2 separate regions of the Thunnus thynnus genome follow, and region 2 is linked to region 1. Evidence: chromatin contacts called from public Hi-C data. All regions are on one chromosome and are shown on one strand. The core of a region is the stretch at or near the end of the contact, and the rest is flanking DNA. Distances in the headings are between cores, read along the strand shown. Region 1 holds the start of parlb (presenilin associated, rhomboid-like b). Region 2 holds the start of LOC137186590 (zinc finger protein 431-like).

Evidence for each region. A called contact is a pair of places that touch in the nucleus more often than the background predicts.
Region 2: a contact with region 1 is called in a Hi-C map of heart, with 5 times the contacts expected there. The contact joins the promoter of LOC137186590 here to the promoter of parlb in region 1. A contact is called at or near these places in 3 of 3 Hi-C or Micro-C datasets (heart and muscle).

What each region holds. Positions count from the first base shown.
Region 1 is chr7:33,776,736-33,779,478 of fThuThy2.1, forward strand. parlb (presenilin associated, rhomboid-like b) reads left to right here and starts at 1,343. Exons shown (of 10, transcript XM_067595624.1): 1 at 1,343-1,488. The coding sequence starts at 1,379.
Region 2 is chr7:33,904,801-33,907,543 of fThuThy2.1, forward strand. It overlaps LOC137186590 (zinc finger protein 431-like), which reads left to right and starts at 1,325. Exons shown (of 6, transcript XM_067595635.1): 1 at 1,325-1,672. The coding sequence starts at 1,529.

The DNA of each region.
Region 1 (2,743 bases), core at 93-2,592:
TTATATAGCAGGAACAGTAGTAAACACTCCTATTTGTCCAAAATACTCTCTTTGACGGTGACTATGTTATTTTATCTATATAATATATAGTCGACCTAAAATTAAATCTTAAATTTCTAATTTTATTTAACTTTTATTTGAATTTAAAGATTCCCTCCGCACGTTTTAAGATGTATATAAAACAACCTACTTTAATAATAATGTGTGTCTGATATCCACAAAAAAGTTAATTAGCTTGTTAAAATCTTTAAAATTACATCTTTTCCTTCTCTCTCATTAAAAATTCCAAAGTCTATAAATCTGTAAATATATTTAATTTCAGAAGTTTAACAGCTGGACAGCAGATGTCTCCTCCTTCACTGTTAAGTGAGGCTTCAAGTTTGCACATCACAGTTGTGTCAGTTGCATATTGAACCACGATTGGCTCCAAACTAGTTGTGATGTCACAAATCATACCTGTTGGCCCGCTACTTAAAATCAGATTTTCATGGAGCTCAGAGAAACTTTCCTCCTTCAGCAGATGAAGGTGAAAACAAACTCTGCACCGAGAAGAGAACAAACATCCACCTGAAGGAACAAGAAGAAACACAGGTTTTTGAGTAAAGGGACTTTAATTTTGAGTCATGGTTGCTGCCTTTTATTAAATCAAATTTGAGGCCTTTGAATAATATGCACTGTAACTTATTCTCCTGTTTTATGTCTTATTCTATTTTAGCTTATTTTTATTTTCTATTTAACTCTTTTTAAATGTATTTAAATGTCTCTTTGTAATGTCTTGGGTTTCTTTTACATTTTGTCTTGATGCCTTTTATGTTTTATGTAAAGCACTGCAATGAATTGCCTTGTTGTTGAAATGTGGTGTAATAAACCTGCCTTGTCTAGATGCAATACTTGAATAAAATATGTAAAAAATAACTTTAACTTGTATGTGCTTTGAAATAACAAACTTTTCAAACTGAAAACTGAACATGTATTGATTGTAAACTGTGAAGGCTGACACTGATCGATCATTAATAGTGTTTCCTGTTTTATTTTTAGTAACAGTTTCTTCCTAGAATTGATTTGCTCTGATTTTGTTTTACGTTGAAGGTCATGGACGGAAGTTGTGTATGCGGTGTCTGTCTCGTTTCTTCCGGTGTGCTATTTTTTTTTCCTAGGACGGCGAAGTCATGACCCGGCCTACTCTGCCTCTGATTGGCTCGTACTCGTTACTTTCGTTGTTCGGGTTGGTTAGATTTAGATATGAGGAGTGGGATTGGTGGGTAAGAATATCAGGATCAGCCAATCAGAGGCAGACTAGAGCTGGTCATGACTTCGCCATCCTAGGAAAGAAATATCGCTTCCGGTGTGAGACCTCCGTCGCTCTGTTGACCCGGTAATGAACGCCGTGCCGGGGTCACTGGGCTCCAACATGGCGTGGAGGAGCTGCTCCGTCCTGCTCAGACTGACCGGAGAAGATGTTTTACGGAGCTCCGTGAGGGGAGGCAGGTCAGTGACCGCAGCCGGAGGGAGGCAGCCTTCTCCGGCCGACGGACAGACTGACGTCCGATGCTGGAGTTAGCTTCGTTAGCTTCAAGGACAGTTAGATTTAACTGAGTGTTAGCTAGCTGGCTAACAGAGCTAACTGCTGTTTGTCTGTAAATGACACAGATCAGATCAGCGGTGAAAGAAGTACTCAGATCCTTTACTCCAGTAAAAGTACTAATACAGCAACGTAAAAATACTCCATTACAAGTAAAAATCCTGCATGAAAAATCCAACTTATTGTATTGTTTTTCTGCATCGTTAGAGTGTATTATTATCTTCTGTTCGTACACTTTTTGTGCTTAAACAAAACTGCAGTTTACATAAAAATCCTCATTTTCTGGATGTTGTGGTGTTAAAGGGACACTGATGTGCACTCAGGACTCAGTCAAGTAGCTCCATCTGCGGACTCACAGCATCTACACGACACGCCCACTTTATTGTATGACACGCCTACTTTACTATAGGATACGCCCACTGGATACGGTTTATGCACGAGGAGGGGAATGGTCGGGATGGGGGGGTATTATAAAGGTCTGTTCAGTAGTCGGGAGAGAGTTTGGGAAACGAATAAATATTAATAACTATTTTGAATCAGCAAAATATTTTAAAAGAAAGAAATGTAATATTTGTATTTTATTGCAGAAAGACTTATTCTCTGTTCTATGTGTGTTTCATACTGGGAAACTTAGAGCTCGTATCAACCAGAAAGAAAGTCTGGAGTTTACTTTTTTCCGTTGATCTGATTGGTCAGTAGCATAGGTTACCATGGTGATCTAAACTAAATATCAGCTGCTAACACAGTAGCCTAGCTGATACAACGGCTGCAACTAACGATTATTCTCATCATCATTTCATCTGGTGATTATTTTCTGGATTAATTGATTAGTTGTTTGGTCCATAAAATCGTGACAAATGTGGATCAGTGTCCCCTGAAGCCCAACATGACGTCCTCAAATGTCTTATTTTGTCCACAACTCAAAGATATTCAGTTTACTGTCATAGAGACTAAAGAAACCAGAAAATATTCACAGCAGTATTCATTTAATAGTTGCCAAATAAACGATTAATCAACTAATCATTGCAGCTCTAAATCTTTTGATTATTTTCCTGATTAATCAATTAGTCCTTTGGTCTATACGCATCATTTTCTAAAATAGTTAAAAAGTAGCCTTCACAATTTCTGTGTGTGTCTTTAATTTGCTTGTTTTTACTGACC
Region 2 (2,743 bases), core at 75-2,574, 130 kb after region 1:
TGTCTGCCTGAGTTTCTTACGCATATACAAAGCTTATCTATTTTATTTTAAATGTATTCACATTATTCATTTGCTGCTAAATGTGTCCACTAAATAAGAAACGAAGAACACTGTATGGGAGGTTTTTTCTTCTCTATGAAAACATTTTTCACACTCTGACACTTTGATTCAAATTAAAACAAAATTTACTTCTATGGCAAAGACAGTATAACATCTATATACATCAAATATAAGAAAGAAAATGAAGATAAATATGATTTATGAATGACATTATATAAAACAACATATAGGCTGACAGTATAACATTTCAAAGGTGACACAGCCGAAGAAAAACATCCAACATCACTTGTTGGTAGTGAAAATGTCCCCAACAGACGGTTCGTGGTGTTGTTGGACAGTGACGTGGTGACATCTGCTGGACGAAACCTGCTGTTACATTTGTACAAACTCATAATGTATGAGGTGAGTCACAGCTGTTGTTTTGTTGTTCTGTGTGTGACGTAATGAGACGGCGGTCATTTGTGGTGGTCGCTTAACCTTTTGGCTTTCATGATGCCAGCCAACATCACTATTCTCTGTTGATTTAGGTTTTGAAATGAGTTTTCTGTCCTCCGGTGGTCATAGTGTATAACTGCACCTTTAAAGTAGACATACAGCTACACACTGTGACCACCGGAGGGCAACGAACATGCATCATTATGAATAGTTTGGGAAGAAAGACGTTGTTTACTTCAACTGTAATCCCCCCACTCAGACAGCTTTGATTCATTTCATGATATTGTTGGACAAATTCTGAATATGTGAAGAAAAAAATTGTATAATTGTAAAAAGGATTTTTCATGCAGGACTTTTACTGGTAATGGAGTATTTGGATCTGAATATTTCCTCCACCGCTGTATAAAACATTGACCAATCCCACAGTTTCACTAAACTCCATAAACCATCAATAAGTTAAATTAATCATATGGATAGTCTAATCTACGAAATGCCCGATGTTCACAAACAAAGGTAACTGGTTAACAGGAAAACCAGTTGATTTGTAACATTGGCAGGGAAAGGGAGGTGAATTATGACCCGTTTGGCTTTCCATATTTCTCACCGAGACACTACTGTGAGCGATATTTTTTTTCCCAGGATGGTGAAGTCATGACCCGTCTTACTCTGCTCCTCACTGGCTGACCCTGATACTCTCACCCTAACCATGACCAGTCTCACTCCTCATGCCTAAACCTAACCAACACAACTAACGTAGCCAACGAGTACTAGCCAATCAGAGGCAGAGTAGGGCGGGTCATGACTTCACCATCCTGGGAAAAAAAATACCGTTTATTGTGAAGGGTCTTCACAGTGACCCGGATGTAAACAGTGCAGCCATATTGGCAGAAACAGAGCAGATAACCATCCTGACTGATTGTTGTCAGACTTTCTCCCACACTCATAGACTCAGCCGGACTCTGGTCGGGTTAACGTGTTTGAATATTTTAACTTTCTTTCGTGCCAGCAGCGGTTAGTGGTTCGCGGGGCCGTCATGGGGCCGCTGGGTGACGACGCGGCGGCCGTAGAAACTTTCCGGCGTGAGACGGAGCTGATCCTGGAGGTGGCGGTGGAGTCCGCGGTGTCTGTCCTCCAGGACAGGCTCGGACAGGCGGGAGAGGACAGCGCGGAGAGGCGGGTGAGGACTACTGTTCGGATTAAAGTGAACTCTGTGTCTGAGAGCTCCAGAGGGAAATCCGCAATCACTTCCGTGTTTGCCGGAGAGCCGTTATCCCGCAAAGAGACAGAAACGCCACGAAAAATTAGATTTAAACTTAGAAATTACCTTAATCCTGTGATTAAACATAAGTTAACGAAACAGAATATATGAAGGTAACAGTTCTGATTACAGACGTTTCTTGTTGTACTGAAATAATCACTCTGGCGCCATGATGTATATTATGTGACGTCATCCTCACGACAACAAACAGAAGCATTTTGTAAAACACACGAATTTATTCACCATAACTGAAAAAAAAAACATTTTATAACACTGTTAATTAGCTGTTAATAAACACACGGAGCATATTTACATAATATAACTTTAATAAACTGTATGGATAAAATGTTTGGAGAATCGCACATCGTCAAGCTATGTTAATGAGAATGCTACACTTCCGGTGTGGATCCTTGACCTTCACAATAAAACGGTTTGGGCCAATTCGTATAAAATGAAATTAAGAAATTTAAGGGTGCATTGTGTAGAATTTAGTGGCATCCATCAAATAGAATATAATATTTATAGATATTAGTGTATAATCACCTGAAAATAAGAATTGTTTCCTTTACCTTAGAATGAGCCTTTATATCTACATAGGGAGCGGGCCCTCTTCCACGGAGCCCGCCATGTTGCATCACCATGTTTCTATGGTAGCCCAGAATGGACAAACCAAACACTGGCTCTAGAGAGGGCCTTTTGTGTTAAAAAACACAAAAGGCTATTTGGCGATATAAAAAGGGGGGTGCGACGTCATGCAGCGGGACGGCTGAAGGGGCGTGTCTGACTCTGGCTCCAAGTGACGTCACAAAAGCAGGCAGCACCCAGAAAGGAGATATTTTGCCTTCCCTTTTGCATAGCGGCAGGAAGTGGAGATGCGTCGTCCATGTTTATATACAGTCGACGGGTGCAGTCTGCAACCTCACCACTAGGTACCACTAAATCTTCCACACTGGTCCTTTAAAGAGCAGGTTAATAACAGGCATCAGGAAA